Regions from separate parts of the Lactuca sativa genome. Here region 1 is linked to region 2. Evidence: chromatin contacts called from public Hi-C data. All regions are on one chromosome and are shown on one strand. Each heading gives the region's core, a stretch centred on a gene start, on an enhancer-like site or on the middle of the called end of the contact. The rest is flanking DNA. Distances are from core to core; before and after follow the strand shown.

Evidence for each region. A called contact is a pair of places that touch in the nucleus more often than the background predicts.
Region 1: a Hi-C map of leaf shows a contact between it and region 2, with 7 times the contacts expected there. The contact joins the promoter of LOC111918953 here to the promoter of LOC111878123 in region 2. A contact is called at or near these places in 2 of 4 Hi-C or Micro-C datasets (bud and leaf).

What each region holds. Positions count from the first base shown.
Region 1 is chr4:187,390,759-187,397,456 of Lsat_Salinas_v11, reverse strand. LOC111918953 (coatomer subunit beta'-2) reads right to left here and starts at 3,798. Exons shown (of 26, transcript XM_042901246.1): 1 at 3,531-3,798; 2 at 3,298-3,318; 3 at 3,137-3,198; 4 at 2,311-2,365; 5 at 1,657-1,693; 6 at 1,246-1,571; 7 at 1,028-1,159; 8 at 803-951; 9 at 513-581; 10 at 252-402; 11 at 108-173; 12 at 1-27. The coding sequence starts at 3,533.
Region 2 is chr4:187,134,404-187,141,065 of Lsat_Salinas_v11, reverse strand. LOC111878123 (probable sulfate transporter 3.4) reads left to right here and starts at 1,411. Exons shown (of 10, transcript XM_023874631.3): 1 at 1,411-1,840; 2 at 3,348-3,396; 3 at 3,489-3,696; 4 at 4,193-4,364; 5 at 4,465-4,530; 6 at 4,605-4,718; 7 at 4,805-4,921; 8 at 5,014-5,427; 9 at 5,503-5,779; 10 at 5,861-6,270. The coding sequence starts at 1,478. The coding sequence ends at 6,075. It overlaps LOC111878124, which reads right to left. Exons shown (of 3, transcript XM_023874634.3): 3 at 6,322-6,597. The coding sequence ends at 6,590.

The sequences.
Region 1 (6,698 bases), core at 2,549-5,048, 250 kb before region 2:
TCTCCCATTTGGGTTGTGCTTCAAGCTCTGTGGAAAAATAGAAAAGTCAAAGTTTATATGGTTGACTATTTTCAGTTTAAAGGAAGGTAGGAACAAGCATAACTCACTTGTGGATAAAGATCACATGTACCCAGTTCTTTAACTGCTAAAGGCAGCCTCTCTCCATCAGAAACCTGAATAAAAAATAGATTTTTATTTTCAATTTCATTGTTGACATAATATAACATGTATATGGGCTTTAAAGTCCAAACCTCGTGATCAGCTCCCACACTCTTGATGTTAACAGTTTGAATTTCATTATGTTTAGCCCATATAATTTTCCCACTATTGTCCATGCTGGCTACAGGCTCTTCACGTCCAATTTTCACCATTATGGTTCCCTCATCATAGCCAATAACAATCCTGTAAAAACAGTAATTAAAATAAATCCAGATAAATGAAGAAGCATCAAGATTCAAGACCCACAAAACAAAAAACAAAAAGTGCTATATATAGAAACATAACACACTTACCGACGTGAACCTTTCATGTATCCAACAGCCCAAACCCTTTCAAGTCCATAGTTCAAGGTGTTCTCAAGTCTGCATAAAAAAAAGAATGGCATAAAGTCAAAAAGTTTACATTTTTAGCATCTGTATAATGAGGGTATTTTGGTCTTTTAATAGGAAATGAAGAATAAAATTGAAATCCTTCCATCCATGATCCATCAAGATTCCATGCCAATGGAATGGAATCTAGCATTCCAATTCCTTCAGAATCCACAAACCAAACACACCCTTAAAGGTCAAAAACAAGAGCTCACCTGTAAGTGGTTGAATGCCATATACGAACAGTACCATCTTCTGAACCTGTCATTATTATTGGAAGCTCGGGATGGAAACATACAGCAGAAACATTGTGTGTGTGACCTTCTAGAGTTTGGACACAAGTTTTAGTTTGATAATCCCATACCTGTTTCAAATTATGTATAACATAAAATGCAAATTGTAGACACATTTATACACATAGCCAAAAAAAGGGGACAAACCTTAGCAGTGTGATCATCTGATCCAGTAATAAGATAGGGTTTATCACCACCAGTAAAGTAATCCACACAGTTCACTCCTTTGAGATGTGCATCCAGTGTGAAGTTAGGATCAGGTGAACCAAGATTCCAAATCTAAAATTAAAAAGATAGTTTTAAACTGTTGGTTATCACTGTATCAGTTACTGGTAGACAATTAAGCATGTTCTAATTAAGATTACCTTTATAGTGCGATCAAGTGATGCACTTGCAAAAGTATTGGTGTCTTTAGGGTTAATGGTGACTTGCATAACATAATGAGAATGACCCTCAAAGATTTGAGTACAAAACCAACTTTTCTCCCAATCCCAAAGCTTTATAAGCATGTCATCAGATGATGATAATACATATGGTAGTGTAGGGTGCACAGCCACACACCGGATGTAATCAGTATGTGCCTCAAAGACTTTGACTTTGTCCATTGTATTATAATTGTATACACGAATAAACATATCATCTGCACCAGCAACAACCCATTGCTTGCGTGCTATGAACTTTGCTGATCTGACTGCATATGTGTTGTGTAAGCATCAGATATAAAATTTAAATACCAATCAGATAAAAGGGTACATTAACAGACTATAATAACAAACCTGGTAATTCGGTCACCTCAAATGATTTTACCATAATCTGCAATTAAGAACATGAGAGTTATCTACTTTTCTTACGTAAGCTTTGTTCTTTAGCTCCATTCAAGACAGTTATCTACTTGCCAATCAATGAAGTGACAAAAGTTTTAACATCTTACAACATTTATGATGTTTATTTCCTTCTTGATAACTATACAAACAATTTCTTATTATAATTGGTGGCATCGTCAGTGATCAGCTATTCAGCTACCTTCTCTACTATATAACTAAGTTGCACAAAGTTAGATGACATTTATATCCTGGTAGTTTTCTGCAGAGCATTTATTTAGTGCAGTAATTTAAAATGCTACTAGTAACTTGTTAAAACTTATATGTTCTTCGTAGTTATTTTTCTATAGCCAATAAGTTGACTGCATTGCATGGCAACAGAAATAAATCCCTTCACAAGAGGCAATGACTACTATTCTAATAAGAGAAATAACTTGAATTTTGTGTTTCTCAGTTGAATTTTACTGCATTTATACTCCATTGAGAAGGAATATACATCAAGGAAAACATGCATGGATGTTGACTTTAGAGATGTCAACAGAATCCCATTAGAAAATATCAACCATTTTAATTATTCACTTCCTAAAACTTGTTAAATTAGTCTCATACCTGGGTCTGGTAATTCCAGATGCAGACTGTCCCCGAATACAAACTTGCTAGGATCCTGTAAAAAAACAAAAGAACCATGACTATTGATGCATAAATGTCTAGTATTTGCTCAACAACAAATTTCCCTATGATTTAGCTACTAAAGCTTGGGATTCAGTTATACTACAAATAAACTCCTAGCAATTTCTATCAGAGTCAAAATAAAAATACACAAGTCACCAAAAAGAGTTCATTTATAATGAGTAAGTATAAGGGAAAAGTGAATATGTGGCTGTCATGTATGTAATATTAGGTATAGAACCATCAAAATTGACTTCATTTTGATTAAAAAAACACAAGTTTTTTCATTGTTAGCTTCTTTCTATTGCTTTTGAGCTCATATTATTTCCGATTCATAATTTATCTCCAACATCTATGTATTTCGAATGTGTTGTTTATAATAAACCTTTAGTAGGCTTCATAACTTTCTTTGACACCTACCATATATATACTTGCATGGCTCTTTTTACTGTGTTATGGGAAGAAGTTTATTAAGTTTTTAATGAGCAATTTCAATCTTTCATTATAGTTTTCTATATTAAATTTGAATATGAATATTTATAGGTAGTTGATAATGTATTTTATACATGGTTTGTGTTGCGAAATTAAATATTTAAAACTCCATCAAAATATGTACAAAGCCTATCATCTAGTCTAATAGAGAGTACAAGAAAGATGGTAGCGAGATTTGATCGCATTTTGTTAAAACGATGTAGTTTTTTATGGTTCTATACCTAATATTAGGTACATAATAGCCACATATTCCCTAAGCCCTAAGTATAATTACCATGGCTCCGTTGGGTGCAGATCCACGGATTTTACTCTTTCTGATCTTTGAGCGAGTTTCCTCTGTCAAAAATACTCATAATTAGCACGACTAATGAAGACAAGTCTTTACTTAATAACAATAACGACAATGAGTCAATTCCAAATGAATATCAGCAGTACCTTGATCTCGAGTCTCAGAGGCTGTTCCAAAGTGAAACACAAACAAAAGGAAATGAAGTTTCAGTTAGCACACCAGATCCCAATAGTTCGTTAATAAAATCTCAAATAGATCATACAAACGCCAAAGTTAATCTCTAATGTGATTTAATCAATGATCAATCAAACGGAATTAGATCAACCGGATCCAAAACAAAATCAGCAAAAATGCGAATCAAGTAGAATTGTAGACTCACCATTGCTACAGATTAAATTAAGCGCCTTGATCGATAAATCAATGACTGACAACAGAACCCTAAGCTCCGAGTGAGAGATCCGATCAGACAACCCGAACAGAGAACAAGGCACGCCGAATCTCCGTCCGAATTGAGAGATTTTGTGAGTGCTAGGGTATGGAGAGTAATGGAAATAGAGATCAAGTCGCGTAACAGCACATCTGTGAATCGGGAGTGTCAAAGAGGGTGCGGTTTTGAACATACAAAATGAAGTGTGTTTGTTTGTTTAGGTGCAAAATGCAAAATGCAACGACCAAACTTGAGGAAAATTTTCTAAGGTCTTTTTTTTTTTCGGTTAATTAACTTTGGTTTATTTATATATGGGTAATTATTTTTTTTAACAAATCTATCTGGGTAACAAATTTTTTGGAAGTGTTCCCATATGACCGTTATGACCGGCTATAGTAGGTTACATCCGGTTATAATGGTTATATGTGAACACTTCCAAAAAATTCGTTACATAGATATGTAAAAATAAAAATAGTTACCTAGATGTGAACAAGCCGAAAAGATAATAGTAAATTACACGAATTGTCCATGTGGTTTGGAGTAATTTGCGCGTTTTGTTCATAATTTATTTTTTTAACTCGGCTGATCACTATTGTTTATTTTGGTGTGTGTTTGGTCTCTGTCTTATATACAAAAACTATTATGCCCTTATTAATTAATTTTTTTTATTTATGTATTTGTTTTTTATATATTTAAAAAAATTAATAGACCACATATATTTGTATCTTTTTACTATAAGGCTAAGCGGAGTGGGGACGCTAAGCCCACTCGCTACGCTCGCTAGCGAGCCATAAACACCGCCCCCTAGCGCCCGCTAGGGGGGTCATTATCCGATCCTCGTTACCATTTTGGCAAGAAGTGATAGAGAGAGGGTGAGGGTGGAAGCTAATTGGTGGAGACGGGTGAATGTCTGGTTCTTTGTGCTTCTTTTTTCTTTTCTTAAACTGATAAAATATATGAGTTTTTCTTTTGATCATGTTCTTCGAACAATCAAAAGAAAGAAACTACATCCAACCTTGAACACCCAAACCCTAAATTAGAGGGGATGATGAAGAATTTTTCGTTGTCTGAATAAACCGAGCGAAGTTTGAGACTTACCGTGTCTTGGCAGGGTAATTTCTGGAGGGTTGTGATGGAATTTCCACCATTGAAGCAGTCGGGATGTTTGCAGCCATGGCAGTTTATTCCTATTTGCTCTGATTATTAACCAATCTGAGCCTCGTTACTTTATTTCTCACATTTTCACATCGATTTTGCACGATAATTCATCTTTTAAATTTGGGATTTTGATATTTTGCTTTAAGTAAGCTTTGTCACTATTTATGTGGTTAAACTTTTTTTTATTTTGTTTCTTTTAAGTGCAAAATCTATCAAAGGGTGTGAGATGGTCATTTGCCTTAAATTTCCAAGATGGATTTCATATTTTCCTAACAAAATAAAAAATTAATCAAAAAAATAAAATTTGTTTAATATTTGTGCGTAAAAAATGTTTGTATATTAAAATAAAGTAATTTAATTAAATTAAGAAAAAGAAAATATAAAAAATAGAGTGCTAAGAGTATTACCACTCCTTACCAAATGCTTAAATGTCCGAAAATGAGGTGGCACTCAAAAATATGACGTAACAAGGTGTCACTCCCTTTAGCCTAAACCTGAAACCACATTTGAGAAATTTAATTTTGGTCCCACCAATCACCATCCCATCTCTCATCCTCCTCAACTTTTATATCTTTTCCATCTTTAGTGACATCGACGTCTTCATCATCTATTATTTTTTCGATCCTTCAACTCTGGCAAACCAACGTCACAACCCATTGTCTCTTCATCGAATTTTCCACCACCACAACCCAATGCATCACAATTCTTATAGGAAAAGACAACTAATACCAGAAAGAAAAATTAGAGAATCATATCAACTGAAAACCATAACTATAAATGCAAATCAAAACTTGAAACTCTATTAACAACATTCTAAGCTTTAACTCATCAAACGTTGTGTTTTTTTATATTATTGGTCTCTAATTTTGATACTTTTATTCTCTAGTAAATTTAGATTTCTATATTTAATATCTTAAATAATAAAATTCTATAAAACGATGATGTGTTTTTTCCATGTCAAATCTAGAGATTATTTTTGTTAACAAAGTAGTGCATTTTAAAAAGATATTTACCATAATGGTGTGGTTTTAAACATATTTACCATTTATGTTAAATTTTATATCAAATCAAAATTAGAAGGTAAAATAAAAAAGAAAAGAAATTGATTTATCATGGTAATTAACTTCTCGGTTTGTTCATATCTGGGTAACTATATTTTTTGTACACATCCAGGTAACGAACTTTTTAAAAATGTTCACATATGACCATTATGACAGGATGTAACATTTTACAGCCGTTCATATTGGTCATATGTGAACATTTCCAAAAAGTCTGTTACCTAGATGTGTATAAATAAAAGTAGTTACCCGAATGTAAACTAACCGAAAAGTTAATTATTTTGATAAGTCTATTGCCCTTTTAGCTATGTTACAGTGAATTATAGATTGTATATTTTTTGGGGGGTTACCCCTAGTTTCTGAGTTTTAACAAAAAAAAATATCAAAAAAGAAAAGAAAAAAAAGTAAGAAGAGAAAAAGAAATAAATAAAGAAAAGGAAAGGAAAAAAATTTATGTGCATTGTAGAGAAATAAAAGGAAAATTAAAGTTTTTGTTCTTTTTCATTGGAAGGAAAGTTATGAGGGAAAGTGATCATAAATGGTAAATTTTTTATGTCAATTTTTTTTTACTTTCTTCTCATTTTCATTTATTTCCTCTTTTTCTCTTGTTAAGTTGAACTCCGGAATAGGGTGTTAATGTCCAACCGATCTTTTATACTAATCTATACTAATAAATAAAGATCTATTTGTCACATGTCAATCTTTCATGCAATTGGACACTTGTCATTTTTTGGGATTTTTTTGAATTATTTAATAAACTTGTCATTATTTTGTTTTTCCTTTTTATTCAAATGTCACCTATTATATGTCATATTAATTAATTTTATTAATATATTAATTAATGTGTATTAATGTCACTACTAGAAACTTGAGTTTCAGCTATGGATTTAGAGAGGGATAAAAT
Region 2 (6,662 bases), core at 162-2,661:
CGTAACTATATTTGCATAAAAAAAACAAGGACTTTCCGAATTGTAGCCTATAGATAAGTTGGTTGCCTATTTTCTTGATAATACAAATCCCTAAAAATCAGTAATAAACCAAGAATGAAATCTTATGCAAATATAAAATCAAGGACTTTTCGAATTTTGGATGAGATTTCAAAAGTGGGTATTTTAGAGTCAAAGGGGTTTATTTTTATTTTTTATGCATGTTGCCTTATAAGTTTAAAAAATGTGGGCTTTAGTTATATTTTTCTATTCTAATAAAAGAATAATTTTATTCTCCTATTGACAAGTGTCATAGTATTACAATTTTTCATTAATATTAATTTTCAACTATCATGCCACTTGTCAACATATTAACTATCAATTTCAAATTTCAAATTTTAAATTTATCACTCAAATTAAATTAAATTAATAACTGATTCTTTATTTTAAATTTTTTCATTCTAATTATATTAAATTAATAACATTAGATTAAAAAATAAAATAAAATTAATACAAATTATAAGGTGATATAACTCCACATATTTATTTAAATCAATGATTATAATTTTATATAACTAAAAAAATATATCTCTTAAGTAATAACTATTTAAAATATTGATTAATAATTTTGATTTTTCAATATGAAAATTTAATTAATTTCATAACTATGGTTCTCACATGTTATAAACTAGTGTAATAATAAAAAATAATTTATGTTTGATAAAAGAAAAAGAAATTTTAATTTATGTAAGTGTTTAACAATTAGTCTAATATGTATGAAGTGCCCTCAAACTTTGAAAATATATTATTAATTTCAAAATTATTTTAGTTATACCCATATATTATACGTGTTATAACCTAGTAAGATTAGTAAGTCTACGGTAATACAGGTGGCATTACCATTAGTTACTGTTATAAAGAAAAACTAAGAATAAGCTCAAAAAAATCCATTACCAGCGCAAAAGTGTAAAAAATCAACAACTTTTTTCGGTTTTTTGGTCGGTGTCTTTTGCTTTCCTTTTCTCTATCAACACGATTTATATTTAACACTTTCTCATAAACCAAACCAAGTATGATCCCCACATCTTAACATGAAGAGAAAACAATGTCTGATTAGGGATATAGATAGGAATTTCGTGCAATTATAATATAAAAAGTATTTATACAAAAATGATTAGATTAACACTATTATTTTTAGATTATAGTATATGAAATGAAACTTTGCTCTTTTTAAACGTTTATTGAGGGTGTAAAAAGAGCTAAATTGAATAAGCGTGTGTTACAAGTGTACAGTATTAGAACGAGCAATGAGCGTAACCTTGATTTCCCAAAATACCCCTGAGTGACATGACATTTTTCCAATTCTACCCCTGGTTTACTACATCCCTATTTAAACCCGAAACCCCCTTCGGTTCACAATTACCACCAACTGCACTCTCTCTCCCTCCCACCACCTTCTCGCATACGCAGTCACAATCACATGGGCCTCAATTCGAACCGAGTCGATCACTATTCGGGTTCGGGTCATGCAAATCAAGGGCTCACATCAACTGCTCCGGCGACGATAACAGTTCCCGGAGAAACAATGAGGTCGCTGGAGTTGCACAATGTTTGTTTGCCGCCACAAAAAACCACCTTACAGAAACTCAGGCATCGGTTATCTGAGGTCTTCTTCCCCGATGATCCACTCCATGGATTCAAAAACCAATCGCGTTTTCGAAAACTGATTCTCGCTCTTCAATACTTCTTTCCGATCTTCGAATGGGCGCCGAATTACAATCTTACACTCCTCCGTTCCGACGTAGTTTCCGGTCTTACCATTGCTAGCCTCGCGATTCCTCAGGTATCACTTCATCTTCATCACCTTCATTAATTACTCTCTCACACACACCGTTACATACAAAGTGTGTGTTAGAGAAAAGAATTGTAGTCGGTAGTCGCATTAAATGAGTTTTTCTGATTCTGATATCGTGAGTGCGGTTTTTCTGGTGATATGTTTGTAATTTGTTTGGGTTGCTCATAAATTGGTTGCGTGTGTCAACTTTTGTGTGATGTTCGTTCGGTTCTTCATGCATGGGTTTGTACTTTGTGCTTTACTGATAGTACTTCAAACAGTAGTGTCATTTTTGTTCAAATTTTCAGGTTTATGGTGTAATTAATTATAAAACCAATTTCATTTTTATAATCAATTTATATCCATATCTTCATCAACAATTTTCGTTATTTGTATAATAATTAATACAGTATATAGTAATTTGTTTCAGTTTATAAGGTAAACTTTTAATAGCAAAGATTACACGTTGTTAATGCTTATTCTACTTCCTTCTTAGAAACCATTTTTTTTTATGTTTATATATTTTAAAAATACATTAATTTATTTAATAACTACTAGAAGCAGGAATTGTTTTTAAAAATTCATTTACTCAAACATAAAATGTTTAAAACGCCAAATTTGTGTTTTGTTTTTATTTTTTATTTTATATTTCGATGGTTTACTTTGTAGTTTTCCAGACATGCAATAAAAGTGTATTTATTGATTGGATTAATAAAATAATTTTTAATGGACACAGGTGAAAGCTTAAAGAATACAAGCATACTTTTTTTTTTTTTTACAAAAACAATGTAGCGTAGAATTAATTTTATTTATTTTTAATTATAAAATAGTTATGTAAGCAATTAATCTCACCGTTTACCATATCTTGACTTAGATTTTGACCTTATCTTTTCAAAAGTATTTCGTTTAAAGAATATATCTATTTCGTTTGAAATAATTGAGTAACGAATTAATTAGATGATTGTGTGATTAATTTTAAACCTTAATTGGATCAATATTAGTTGTTATCACTTGATGTAGAATATATGCTTTCAAATCCAAAAAAACAAAATTATGTTATCATCATTACTTTCCTTTCAATCCATCTTCTTCAAAAATAAGCATGAAATTTGGTACACCAAATTCTATTCCATTAATTTCACTTTAATTTAGATTATTTGTGGTTCTAAATCAACTAATTCTTTTTTAGAAAATAAAGCGACTTATATAAAATTATGCTTACTAGGAATTCTTCTAGTAAAGTAAAGGTGCTTACTTCTTTTCACATTACCAAGCTAAGAACATGATAAATGTTTTACACATCAACTAAGAAATAACAATTCATGATATATCAAACTAATTTAATAGTAAAGGTCAAAATCAAAACTATAATTACATCTCGAATTCAGGATTGGATCTTCTATTTAGAAGTTATGTCACATCAAAACCATAAAAACGAAATATAAATAGGTCATATCATAGGGCCCACAAGGTATTTGTGTTGTTTCTTATTATAATTTTTTTGTATAATTTTCAGGGGATTAGTTATGCGAAGCTTGCGAACTTGCCTCCAATAATCGGGCTATGTGAGTTTTGTATCTATTTATGTTATCTTCGTAACACAAAACGTTTTATGATTTGATGTAAAAATGACATATTTTTTTGTAAAAATGAACAGACTCGAGCTTTGTGCCACCGTTGATCTACTCTGTGCTTGGGAGTTCAAAGCATCTAGCAGTGGGGCCAGTGTCAATAGCGTCACTTGTCATGGGAACAATGTTAAACGAAGCAGTTCCATACAACAAAGATCCAGTTCTCTACCTTAAGTTGGCTTTCACTGCTACTTTCTTTGCTGGTGTCTTTCAAGCAACTTTAGGTCTTCTCAGGTACTTTATAATTATGCATCCAACTTAATCATGAAATTTGACATCAATGTGTGGTTGAAAAAAAAATATAAAAAACTAGTGGTGAAGATTGGTTACTTAATGATGAAAATGAGATTTTTCAACTTTTATGTAGTGGGCACAAAAAAGGGAATATACTTTGTGAACTATCAGAAGTGGGACCTTTTTACATAAAAAGGGTTGGTTATACAAATGTTTTTTGGTTGTGTGCACTTTTGACTTTCAAGTTTTTCAATATAAATTCATTAGTGGGAAATAATTCAAACAGTGAAAACATTCCTTTCCTTTCAATTTCATAATCACTTTATTGGGTCCACTCCAAGATCTAGCGTCCCGACATTTACTCATATTCTTCAAAATATAGCTTTTTAAGTAAATTCCATTTAATTTCTTTAACAACTGTCGGGTTTTTTTTTTTTTTTTTTTTTTAAATTACTTTTTAAATTTTACTTTATTAAGAATTTGATGATTTTTACAGGTTAGGGTTTGTTATCGATTTCTTATCGAAAGCGACCCTTGTTGGTTTCATGGCTGGGGCAGCTGTTATTGTATCTTTACAACAACTGAAAGGGCTACTTGGGATTGTTCATTTCACTACCAAAATGCAAATAATTCCCGTTTTAACCTCTGTCATTCAACACAGAAATGAAGTATGTAACGTTTTATTTGTTATGATTAAAATGGTTTTATCGAATTCTAATTTACATATAAAAATTATTAACGTTATTATTTCTTAATATACTTGTGCAGTGGTCTTGGCAAACCATTGTGATGGGGTTTTGCTTCTTGGGGTTTTTACTTGCCACGAGACATATTGTGAGTACAACTACAAGTTTTTACTTTTTTACAATATATAAATAGTACAAGTGGCTAATGCATGAGGAATGTAGGGATTACGAAAACCGAAGCTGTTCTGGATATCAGCTGCAGCACCATTGGCGTCGGTGATTCTGTCGACTCTTTTAGTCACTCTATTCAGATCAAAACTCCATGGGATTGCAACTGTAAGGATCATTATCCATTACTTTAACTATTTTTCATATCAAAACACGTGGAATTGATTGTTGAACTTTTTTTTTTTTGATAATAGATCGGTCACTTGGAAAAGGGATTAAATCCACCATCATCAAACATGTTGTATTTTCACGGCGAGTTTCTCGGGGTCGCCATCAAAACAGGGATCATCACCGGAATACTATCTCTAACAGTAAGTTTCAGTTTGATGCATTATCAGGTTGTACTGTACAACACTTGAAAAAAAAAAATACAAAACCCTTAACTGGAAACTTAAATTAACAGGAAGGAATTGCGGTGGGAAGAACATTTGCCTCTTTGAATGACTACCAGGTGGACGGAAATAAGGAGATGCTCGCCATAGGGGTGATGAACATGGCGGGTTCTTGCACATCTTGCTATGTCACCACGGGCTCGTTTTCCCGATCTGCTGTGAACGCAAACGCTGGTGCTAAATCTGTGGTCTCCAACATCATCATGGCATCAACGGTTTTGATTACTCTTTTGTTCTTGATGCCTCTGTTTCACTACACACCGAATTTAATACTCGCTGCAATCATCATAACTGCTGTGATTGGGCTCATGGACTACCAAAGCACAATCCGGTTATGGAAAGTGGACAAACTCGATTTCGTAGCTTGTTTGTGTTCCTTCTTTGGTGTGCTCTTCATTTCGGTTCCAATTGGTCTTGCAATTGCGGTAATTTTTCTTTCTTTCTTTTTTCTTTCTTTCGATTGTGTAATAACTAATAGTTGACGGAATTTTTGTGTGTAGGTTGGGGTTTCGGTGTTTAAGATTTTGTTGCATGTGACAAGACCGAATACGGGCGTTTTGGGGAATATTCCGGGGACTCAGATATACCAGAATGTGAATAGGTATAGAGAGGCGAGAAGGGTGCCTTGGTTTGTGATACTTGGTGTTGATGCGCCTATATACTTTGCTAACTCGACTTATCTACAAGAACGGATATTGAGGTGGATAAGAGAAGAAGAGGAGTTGTTAGCAGCTAATAATGGGCCTTCGTTGAAATGTGTTATTATCGATATGACTGGTATGTTTTTTTGTTAATACTTATTGATATTAGAAGCTGGCCTAAAACTAATTGTGTGTATGTGGGTTTTTGTTAATGCAGCTGTGACAGCGATTGATACCAGTGGTTTGGGAATGGTGAAGGAGTTGAAGAAGATGTTAGAGAAGCGATCACTTCAGTTAGTTTTGGCAAATCCTGGAGGGAGTGTGATGGAGAAGCTACACCAATCAGAGATATTGGAGTCGTTTGGGTTGGAAGGAGTGTACCTAAGTGTTGATGAAGCTGTGGCAGATATATCATCAGCATGGAAAGCTTAAGCTTAACAAGTTGGCATGCATGCATGGGGTTTCTTGAATTGTAGTTTGCAGGGTAGGAGTCAGGAGAAGAGACAGGGTACTACTACTTACTACTGCTTAAATGCTAAAGCGGTGTGTATGTACGTAGTATGTATGTAAGAGTCACAAGCTATAAGCTGTTTTCGTATCAAAAAAATTATATTAGTCTTTTGCTTATTTCCATAATCCATATAACTACCACAAGGAAGGAAATTTTAATGGAAAGTATTAAGAAAGAATTTATAAAAATTAAAAAGAAGCATGGGTTTTGCACACTGGATTAAGAACAACTGAACAACATGCATCTATCAATTTATGAATGATAACATCTATGATCTAACCAAGGAATGAAGGCTGTCTCTATAATACCAGAATTATACATATATTGGTGTATGTTTTTTCTTCTAATTCTGATTCCAAACTTGTGACAAGGATTTTACCATTCATCCCTACTCCTGGACTTCATCATCAAAACCATGTTTTTCATCGGTCAAAGTCAAACATCTGCATCATCATAAAAACCGTCCAAACTAATTATTTATATTAAAAAAAAAAAAAGAAAAAAAAAG